2 separate regions of the Zea mays genome follow, and region 1 is linked to region 2. A link is a contact called in public Hi-C data. All regions are on one chromosome and are shown on one strand. The core of a region is the stretch at or near the end of the contact, and the rest is flanking DNA. Distances in the headings are between cores, read along the strand shown. Region 1 holds the start of LOC100275635. Region 2 holds the start of LOC100382437 (putative dnaJ chaperone family protein).

Evidence for each region. A called contact is a pair of places that touch in the nucleus more often than the background predicts.
Region 1: a Hi-C map of leaf shows a contact between it and region 2, with 5 times the contacts expected there. The contact joins the promoter of LOC100275635 here to the promoter of LOC100382437 in region 2. A contact is called at or near these places in 2 of 25 Hi-C or Micro-C datasets (endosperm and leaf).

Annotation. Positions count from the first base shown.
Region 1 is chr1:293,014,608-293,020,610 of Zm-B73-REFERENCE-NAM-5.0, reverse strand. It overlaps LOC100275635, which reads right to left and starts at 4,429. Exons shown (of 3, transcript NM_001149682.2): 1 at 3,108-4,429; 2 at 1,596-1,642; 3 at 1,066-1,502. The coding sequence starts at 4,079. The coding sequence ends at 1,400.
Region 2 is chr1:292,712,100-292,717,394 of Zm-B73-REFERENCE-NAM-5.0, reverse strand. LOC100382437 (putative dnaJ chaperone family protein) reads right to left here and starts at 2,191. Exons shown (of 6, transcript NM_001175179.1): 1 at 1,996-2,191; 2 at 777-945; 3 at 548-689; 4 at 186-462; 5 at 1-77. The coding sequence starts at 2,145.

The sequences.
Region 1 (6,003 bases), core at 3,180-5,679, 300 kb before region 2:
CCGGTGAGCCAGCGGGCAACGGCTATCCAGCGCCAGCGGTCGACTCTGCAAAGTGCTACGGTGGGCTACAGTGCCACGGCAGAAGTCAAAGGGCACCGGACTGTCCAGTGCCGCAAGAGGATAAAGCCTCCAACAGTCGACCAGCTCCAAACCCTAACGGTTGGCTGACGTGGCAGCGCACCGGACAGCGCAAAGTACCTGTCCAGTGGCGCACCGGACTGTCCGGTGCGTCCATCGCCAGCAGCCTTGGCCAACGGCTACCAAGGTGGTTGGGGGCTATAAATACCCCCAACCAACATAATCTTTGGCATCCAAGTTTTTCAGAGATCATATTCAATACAAGAGCTAGTGCATTCACTCCAAGACACATTTCCAAAGATCAAACCATCTCCAAGTCTAGAATTCATCTCAACTATTTAGTGACATGAGAGAGAATGTGTTCGTGTTCTTTTGCGCTCTTGTTTCTTGGATTGCCTTTCTTCCTTTCTCGTTCTTGTTCTCAAGTGACTTGTAATCAAAGCAAGATACACCTAAGTGTGTGGTGGTCGTTGCGTGGTTTTAGTGACCTGATTGATTGAGGAGAAGGCTCACTCGATATAAGTGACCGTTTGAGAGAGGGAAAGAGTTGAAATAGACCCGATCTTTGTGATCTCCTCAACGGGGACTAGGTTCTTTGGAACCGAACCTCGATAAAATAAATCATCGTGTTCACTCGCCTTGATTCTTGTTTAATTTGTTTTCCCCTCTTTTTTTAACTTGAATTTAATTCTAATGCTAACCTCCAACCTTAGTGTGTGCTTAAGTTTATAAATTTCAGGTTTCGTCTATTCACCCCCTTTAGGTGACTTTCACAACAGACGTAGACCTCGAGCAGTCATGGAATGTAGTCAACTTGCGCAAATACTATTTGTAAAACAGACCCAGTGGTATCCGTACCCTTGTAACAAACCAGGGACATTCTACAATCAAGCCCGCACTATTTTTCTCGCAAGGGGGCGAGATTTTAAACAAGTCGGGACCATGTAATAATAAAAATACAAAATCACCTTATCTACAGCTTCAAAAACGTCGAAAAAAGGCCTCGTAATGGCCTTCGACATCTGACATTAAGCAAGGTCACCACGACGATACAAAACAAATCGGAGTTCCACAACTTACTATGATGTACACTCTATACAGAGCATGTCGCCCCAAATTACAAACTATTCAAGCCTAGTAGTCTAAATTACACACTATACGGCAGCTCAAAGCTTCAGGAAAAAAAACGTACAGCTCCAATACTGTACGTGGCAAAAGGAAAAAGAAACACCAAAGAATCAATACACATGCACAATAAAGCTTAACTGTTCAAATCTCTGAATTTAAGGGCATTTGGCTGTTGGTATGGAGAAGGTTGCATTCATCTTTGTGGCCATGGCAGACGTCGCCAGGAACTCAACAATGCGGATCTGTCAAGAAGCAGCAGGAGGCCAAGGAACGTAGTCGACAAACCAAAGGTGTACCTACGAAATATCCGCAGCACCAGTTCAGTTTCGCTTCAGAGTAGAACGGACAATTATAGGAGATGTACGATAAAACCACCAAACGTAACCTACTTGGCTGTAGAGCTTCTGTTTCTCCAAAATAGTATTGAGAGCACCCACTGCAGAAAAGGTATTTAGTTTTCTCAAGGATGAATCATAGCAATGTTGTGGGCGTGGAAATTCATACTACAAGAAGTATCAAATACAACTTCATGCGTTGACATAATTGAAACAGTGATAGCACAAAACACAATATATTGTACTATATTTTGCGGTGTCATTGTATCAATTTTCAGTTCTCAATACTATGCAAGCAACATGCCTTGACATGTTGAAGAAAAACCTAACTGGAATAGATGGTTGACTAAAAATTAGCTCAAATGGCTCCCGACAGTTTACTCTGCATATTAGGGAACAGTGGCAAATGAGCTCCTCTACCCAAAGTTTCTATAAAAAGTGTAATAACCATTGAAAACATCAATATAAATATAGTACAACATGAGGACATAAGTTTCTAGTAATTCCATTATGGTCTGTATTAATGGATATTTACTGAATTACACATTAAGCATATGAGGTAGAACAACATAAATATTTGCTCGTGCCGTACACACAACTCAAGCATCATTTTTTGTAAACATCAATGTGGGCGTGTATTAAATTCAATTGAAAAAAATATAAATGCGGATACCACCAATAGATATGGATACTTACAAGAATATTAAAAATCTTACGAGTAACATTGTCTAATAACTCAAACATCAACTGCAGCGATGGATCTTAACATAATTGCACAACACAGACAGGGGGTACAATAATATGATGAGTTCCTTATGCGCCGAAACAACTAAAGAAAAAGTTTGTAAATTTAATGTTGATGCTTTAACAGATCTGACCTAAAAAAGTACAACTGAGGATGGTGATCAAAATGCAACTATTGAAAAGATGCTAATCTCACACACTTGCCAGTGTGCATATACCAAGGAACTCAAAAGAGCAACATATTTCTGCCATGATAAGTACTTACATACTTTTCCAAGAACCAAAATCACGTAAAACTTAAATATCAGTTTTCCTCTCAATATTTTGATTTCTGAAGCACTTTGAGTTTTACCGAAGTACTTCACTATGCAAGTTCAGCCTACAAATTTAACCAAAAATGACAAAAGCACTGCAATGATATCAAAAGGTGGAACATGTAGTCCACTCCCCCATCACTGAAGCTGAGAAACAAAAACTAAAGCTCTAATTTTGTGTAATCTTGCCACTATACTGTATAACACTTGAGTTCACCTGATCCTAAAAAACTATTTCCTCCAAGCCACAGCAAGAGATCACCGAATTATGCGGCTATTTCAGGACACTGCAATGTAAGGATCTAATTACTTCTCTTGTCCAGAAAAGACTTGCCAACATTTCATTTTTACCAAAGACAGCAGGAAAACCTTTCTATCAGGTGAATCCCTGCAATGTGACTGAATACTCCAAATGTGCCCAAATAGGACCTTTAACTAACAAAATCGATGATATTTAAACAGAAAAGAGTTCGATGACAATGACCAATGGGGTTAGCAAGATGTGTACCTTGCATATCCTGATCACTGAGAAACTGCTCGCAGGCACTAGCGCTTTCTTCACAATGGCTCTCTGCTCAGCAACCATCTCCCAGCAGAGCCGCCGCGCCATCTCCCTGGCCATCACCAGCTGTGCCCTCTCCGCCCGCAGAGCGAAGATCTCCCTCCGCAGGGCCGCCCTGTCCGCCTCCAGCGCCTCGACCCTTGCATACAGCCCCCCCGAGTTGCCGTCCCCCACGTACTGTGCAACCACAGACGTAGCTGGCTTCGTTGTACTCGCGCAGGTAACATCCACCGTATACTCGAATTCCTTCTCCACGGGGGACGACGGCTCCTCCGCGTCGTCGGCGTCGGCGTCGGCATCCTCCTCGTCCTCCCCGCGGTCATTGCCAACGACCATGGCTTTCACCTCCATGCCACTGCCCGAGTCGCGAACGTTCCGCTCCACCTGCAGCGCGGCCATGCCGATCTGCTCCACGTCTTCGGCGCCCACCTCCTCGTACGAGTACGACTCGTCATCGTCGTCGTCGGTGAAGGAGTCCGGGTCGATGCCGTGGGACTGGAGGCGGGAGTGGTAGGAGGCGGCGAGGTCGGAGAGCGAGGCGAGCTCCTCCTGGACCTCGCGCTCCCTGTCCTCGCGGCTCTCGGCGTAGCGCTTGAACTGGCGGGCCTCCATCTGCGCGGCGGCCTTCTCCCGCTGCAGGCGCTCGATCATGAGCATGGCCTCGCTGGCCGCCGTCTCCGCGGAGGCCCGCTCGGCGTCGAGCTCCTGCCGCAGGCCCCGCGCCGCGTCCTCCGCCGCCTCCTTCTCCCCGCGCAGCCGCGCCGCCGCCGCCTCCAGCTCCTCTACCCGCCGGATCAGCCCCTCCGCCGCCGCCTCTCCTGCCCCCGGACCCGACTTGGGCGACAGCTCCGGCGACCGCGCCGGCGGCCTCCGCTTCAGGGACCGCCGCGACGGCGACGGGTCCGCGACCGGATCCATGGAGGCATGAAGTAAGCGGCCGGGGGGGTGGGGGGACTCGCGTCTGCCAAATCGCAAGCCCTGATCCCGCCGCTGTTGGGAGCAGCTAACGGCTGGCGGGAGCGCGGCTTCCTGCTGTGACACTGAGACGATGGCGCGGTGGCTGGTGGCGTCTGTTGGAAGCGACGTGAGCTAGGCTGGAGCAGCTGGATTAGGAAAAGGTGGCAGCATCAAGTCGAGATGTGATTGGGCATTGGTGAGAGTAGATGGATTCCATCGCATTGCGTTATTCTGCTACTGTAGTATACGGGTGAGCTTTCCACGTCGCCGTTTACGCCAAACACAAACCGTTTCCTTCCTTTCCGTCCCATTGGAAGCAAAGCGAGGGCGCCAGCAGGAGAGGAGGGAGGTCAGACGAGCACATCGAATAGACGATTCCGGGGAAAGGGGCGGCTGCACCTGCACGGAGTCGGAGCTGGTAGTGTGTGCAGTGTGGACGGCCACGACTATTTTGAGAATTCTAATTTTTTATGGGATTTTCATTTTTTTAAGAAAAATTAATTTATTTTTTCTTGAGAAAATAAAAATTCCTTAGAAAGCTTACAAACTAGCTCTAACAGCGGAAAGTCGTGCGGGGTAAAGAATCCGGTGCGAATTTCACGTCGCCGGCGGCAGCAAACAGTATCTGGCCACGTATCGTTTTTTCCGGCCATTTGCAGGTGGAATGGAATACGACACGAGTCGTACTCCTACTCCGAGTACCTGACGAGTGTTAGGTAGTTCGTACATGTTCGTAAACAAATTTGAAAATGCAATTTTGAAATACTGTAGTTTTGTTTTGAGATACCATAGTTTACAATGGTACATGACAAAAATACTACGGTATTGCTTTACCATAGTAAAACTAAAGTATTGTTCAAAACCGAGATCTGTTTGGTTTTATTGAAAAAACAAAGTATATGTAGAGAGAAGAGAAAAAAACCGAGGTCATGAGTAGAGTTTCGAAAACTCCAAAAATACCACAGTTTTGGGTAAACCATGGTATTTAAAACTGAGTTTTGACTATACAAACCAAACACCTTTTGAGCTCAAATACTATAGTATCATCACATCAAATAATATAGTATTGTTTCAAAACTGCAAAAATACTATGATTGGCCCAAGTTTAGCAGTTCGGCGACGGAAACGGCGCGGAAACTGCTGTGTTTAGTCATCTCGTGTGGTCGCCCGCCGCTCCGGTTGTCGTTCGTTGCTTCTCCCCTCTCCGGGGTGGATCAATGATTCGTCGCGGACATCAGACAGGTCTCCGCGTTGACGACGGTTGTGCACGTTATTACTGGATTAGGCCAGGTTCTCTTCTTTTTTTTATCACGAACTACCACTATAAAATGGAGCTAGTTTATTTCTGAATTCTGAACCTATAAAAGCTGGACTAAAGATAGCCCTAAAGCCGACGGATCGGTCGATGGTGGCGCCGCCGTACCTAACACGGCTTGTCGCTGATTGATGACTAGTGCTGAATCCTGCATCAAGTTCGAAAGCAAGGCCGGTCTAGTTTATGCTAATTTCAGCTCTGTGCTTTCCGCACATCTGTCCTCGTCCACACATCGTCTATTGATGATGACCACTTGATACAGTGAACGCAAAACGGTTCAGTACAGCCATGACACGAGGGTGTTGAGATATCTCTTTCTGGTGTATTTATCCTCGGTTGCTTGGTTCGGCAGATTAGGTTGTTATATATATATTTTTTCCCCCTCGGTAAGTTTTTCTAGCCTGTTGTATTTAGGTTATTGCTCTAAACAAACGGGATAAGATCAACATTTGTAACGCCACGTTAGGACGGTTTTCAAATAACACGTACAACGACCTGTGCGGAGGCTCTAGGCTTTCCTAATTTCATTATTTCACAGGAAAAAAAGTTCTCTACGGCTAGTGGTAGGGA
Region 2 (5,295 bases), core at 942-3,441:
TCATCGCCCTTTCTCTTGAACTTGGGATGCTCCTTCTGCTGGAGAACAAAAATGATATCTCCAGTGACAGTGTCAGGCTGCACACAATCACCAGATAGCTAGGTTAGGACCCAAGGTCTATTTGGCACATATAGCAATAACAAGGAACCAAATTGACGATTGGCAAGGACAGAATCAGTTCATACCGCTTCATCAGCTTCACCAGGGAATGTGATCTTCTGCCCATTCTGCATGCCTTTCTCCACAAACACTTCAAGAACCTTCTTCTCCTGCACAACTTTATCACCCTTGCACTGTGGGCATCTATCCTTGTCGCTGATTGTCTCTCCAGAACCCTTGCACTCGTTGCAAGGATGCTGCATTTGCTGGATCATTCCAGGCCCCAACTGCCGGATTTGGACCTTAAAGCCAGAACCTTGGCAACCAGCACACCTCGATGAAGCTCCAGACTTTGAACCCTTACTGCAGGATTACAGCACACCATGATGAGATACTGAAAATCTGATCTATAAAACATACGGCATCCCTATGGATACAGATGACCCACCCATTGCACTTGGAGCAGAGGACACTGCGGGACAGAGAGAGCTTCTTTGATGTGCCATTGTACAAATCCTCCAGAGAAACCTTTAGAGGATGAACCACATCCTCTCCCCTTCGCTGCCTTCTGCCCCTACTGCTGCCACCACCTTCGGACAAGTACATACAGCATGAGAACTACATATGTGCTTCTCAATGTCAATGTCATTGCATCAGCTTTTTGTTATGTAACATACCTCCAAAAGGGCTTCCACCACCAAAGAATGACTGGAATATGTCAAAGGGATCGTGCATCCCTCCACCACCTCCCATTCCCTCCTTGAGGGCATCCTCACCATATTGATCATAAATCTCCCGCTTTTCAGGATCACTGAGGACCTCATAAGCCTGAGCTAGCTCCTTGAACTGAAACAAAAGCATGAACTCTTAGTTTTCATCTCAATCAGAAATCAACAGCTCCATTCGACCATTTATACAGATTACAGACTTACAATCAATCATCACCGTATTCATGCAGATTGGGTAAAATGACCTATATATACATCACCACTGGTTCTAACAACACTAGTTGAATGATAACATCTGGTATAAACCATTCAAAGAATCAAATAGAACTACAAGGTTGACGAGTGACCATACTGTGTAAGAATGTGCACGTTGACATTTTTCAGAATCAGGGCATTCGTCTATGGTCCACAATTCAAATAAGTGGAGCATCTTTAGGGTCAAAGCATTCATCCAACAATTCAGGGATTCAAAACAGTGCATCAATTTTCAGAATCAGTGGATAGAGCACACTACAGTATTCAGGTCATGGAAATTGAAGTAAGCAAAGTCCCTCAGTTCCTCAAGTAAGTTTGGCAAACAATTTCACATTTTTTTCATCAAAAGCTACAACTCTGACCATTATACTATCACTAGCAAACCAACCATCTATTACAAAACAACAAACAGGTCTAACCAGACTAAAACGGTACTATATATATAGCCACTATACTAGCGGACTAAACAAGACTTTGCTTGATCAACAATCTTTTGAGTAATTAATTGTTAATTAACATACGATCAAAACCGTATAGAGCGTCAACAATCTTTTGAGTAAATAGTTGTTAATTAATATACAGATCAAAACCGCATAGAGCGAGTAATTCCAGGGGCATGAACAGCTCTAGATGTGTCTCGGTAGCAGCCATAATTCGTAACAGTTTCCATGCAACATGTACCTACTTGGCTACTTCCCCGTACGAATCCCTCCACCATCGCCAACCATTGATTAGAACCATCTAATTCCACACCTCTCAGATTCAATCAACCGCCCCTCTCCCACAACGACCGGCACCAAAAGAAATCGGCCTAGCGAACCGTTTCGACGTCGCCGGAAACATGACAACCCGCCTACTACTCCCCGCCGCGGACAGATCGGAGCTAGAGGAGGAGACCAGCACGCGCGCTCACCTTCTCGGGATCGCCGCCCTTGTCGGGGTGGTTCTTGATGGCGGCCTTGCGGTAGGCTTTCTTGAGGTCATCCTGGGACGCGTCCTTGGAGACCCCGAGGATCTCGTAGTACCGTGTGTTGTCGCTCTTCTTCGGCGCGCGCCCGAACATCTTGGAAACCCTAGCTGTTCGATCCAACGAGAAGCGTGATCTCGTGCCAGGAGAGGTTTGTGAGGAGGAGATAGAACAACGAGGGTAGTTATAGCATCGGGACTGGTGGTCGGGAGTGAATGCGCTGGAAGCTGCAAGAGGCGGGGGCGAGTGGCTCGCGGCCCGTCAGATGCGGATCGGGCGGTGTCCGCCGCAGCTTCCAGATGCTTCCGGGGCCTTCCTGTGAGGCGGACTCCAACGAGTCCCTCTCCGTGTCGGCTATAGGGTGGAGTACAAGTTGTTTGGTTCAGCTATTTTCTGACCAGCTTTTCTGAGAATCTAGCTATCGAGACAATCTGGCTGTGTAGAGAATCTGAGTATCATTAAGATTACGTGCAGAGGAAGATAAAGTTGTCCATGAGGCTCATGATCTATAAAGTGACGAATTACTACTATTGCGACGACTCAACCGATTATATGTTTATGTTGATTTTCAATGGTTTTTACCCAAACGAATTTTATAAAAGCTGGCTAAAAATCTGAGTGTTTGGCAATCCACAGTAGCTTTTGGTGGCCAGAAGCTGTGAAAAGTCGAAACAAACAGGGGCTAGAGCTCCCCGGCCGGCCCCAACGGCGCCCGCTTGGCCCTCTAGCGGGGTGAGAGGTAAATCTACTAATTGATTTGTATTTAGTGTAAAATTAGTTTTTTGAGTTTAATTGATAGATAGCAATGTGTATTAAGGTACTGTAAATATAGTAGTACTTTTTTAAAACTCTAAAAACTGAGGTATAAAATAGGAGAAGAATGGTTGAGAGGGAGTTATTTAAATATAATTAGAAAGTACTAATAAGAGGATTTGAGAGGGGGAATGGTTGGAGATAAACTAAATGGGCGTGGGGCTACTGGAGCGCGTGTTGACACGACTCGATTGCTGCGTGGGCGTGGCTGTGGTCGTCGAGTGGGGTCCCCGGGCCATGTTGGCGAGAAGTAAGGGGGTGTTTGGTTTCTAGGGACTAATTTTTAGTCTATACATTTTATTTCATTTTAGTTGCAAAATTGCTAAATATAGAAACTAAAACTCTATTCTAGTTTCTAAATTTGACAATTTATAGTCTAAAATGGAATAAAATAATGGGACTAAACATTAGTCCCTACAAACCAAACACCCCCTAAGTCATCTTATGAGGAGATCCGCATGTTCTGGAAACTAGAAAGAAGTCAAGAACCTTTTAAGTTTGGCTTAGAGATGTCAATGGCTCGATCCTCTACTCATTACAAGAAATTTGTCTATTAGAAAATAGGGATGCTGAAGTTTCTTTCTCATAGGATGTAAACGGTGAAAAGTACTCCCTCAACAGATAAACTGGAATGGGGAAAGGGGATGAGGAAGCATTCTTATCCTCATTTTCCGTGGAGACCCATTAAAATTGCACGTGACAATGTTTTCTGTAATAATTAATGATATAATAAATAAATAACTTGTCAAGAAATTGTCCAATTATATTCATTTTGATGTACACAATATTTTTTTACATCAAACAATGTGTATAAGTGACATCGTTTTGCATTAATAACAAAAGGACATACACCCTAATTATAATTTAAACGGGAACGGGGATCCCCGTGGAGGATTTATCACACGGTAAACGGGTATGAGGAAGAAATGTCCCCCGTAAGCATTCATGTGGATCCCTGCAGGGAAATATTTTCGTCGCGGGAACAGGGATGAGGAGTTATTCTCTCATGGGAAATTCTCCGTTGTCATCTCTAGTATGGTTCCATACCTCCATCCGAAGTATTACCTAGCTAAGGCCCTGTCGAAGGAGAAATCCTCTGACGGGGTGACGGAGTGCACCCGCCCTGATTCTGAGCTGAGGGAGGAGTTCAAGTACCTGCCTATCTAATCGAAGAAACTCAAGAACACAAGGATTAGAGTGGTTCAGACCGCCGGAGCGTAATAATCTACATATCCACTATGAGTTGTATTGCTTTGAGAGTTCAGAGCCTCAACATATGTCTCAGCCTGTCCTTTTTGCATCACATGTCCTCCCTTTTATAGCGAAAAGGGACACATACAAGGATGGCGGCCCCCGACAAGTGGGCCCATCGTGCCTGCCTTAAATACATGTTTCCTAGAGTTATAAGTACATTGGAGGGCTAATATATTCTTCCCCGGATATTGCACTGACTTGATGACTAGGCGCGCTCTTCTTGTTGCCTCCATACTAACATCGCTAGGGCTAGATGCGCTGATGCGCAATGGATCTAATCTTATATCTTCGTGTTGTCACATCTGGTCTACACAGCAGTGGGGGTGCTGAGCAGCCAAATGGCGCTTCATAATGCCGCTGCTTACATGCCCGAGATAAGTGTCTCGATAACTTGCGCTGCTCTAAGCAGGCATTGAATGCATGCAGTGCAGGTGGGTTACCGTGCTCCTTGGTGATATACGAGTGGTATTGTCAAACCGTAGGGCCTCCACACTTCGCACCTCGTAGCCTACCGTGTAACTTTTGGTCACTCTGCAATAAATGTGTGTGGTGTGGCTGCTAGCAGGGAGCTTCCTTTTGGACGAAGGCTTATGATATGAGTCTAGAGACCTTTTGGTGACCTCGGACCCCTGCCATCACCAGGCGTGAGTCCAGAAGTTGCTTGTAGGAAGCGAACCTCAGGCTTTTCGTTTGCTAGGGGTCCTAGGACTTGGCGCCTGCTGCCCAAGCGCCATACACATGTAAGGCCAGGACCTTCTATGGTAGGTTAACCTGGCCTTAAGGTAGTGGTAAGGGGTACCTCGTTTACATGGTACCGACAGGCCCATCTCTAGTTGGTTCCATACTTCCATCTGAAGTATTACCTAACTAAGGTCATTGTCTTCGGTATATCACACATATGGTCACTATTTGAAGAGTGAAGTGTAAATATGGGATATAGATGGGTAAGCTGATTGAGATTGCCTCAGTTTTTTCAGGAATAGACCCAAAAAAAATTCGGGTGATTAAATGTTTTATAATTTAGATAAACAATCCAGCTAGGAACAGTTCTATACGCCTATTCTCGTTAACCGAACAAGCCCTAAATTTTATTTAGCTATGGTTGTATAGATAATAGACTAGCTTGTCAGTACCCTGAAACTAGGGTACCCCTTACTACAGTATGAAGACGCAATACCC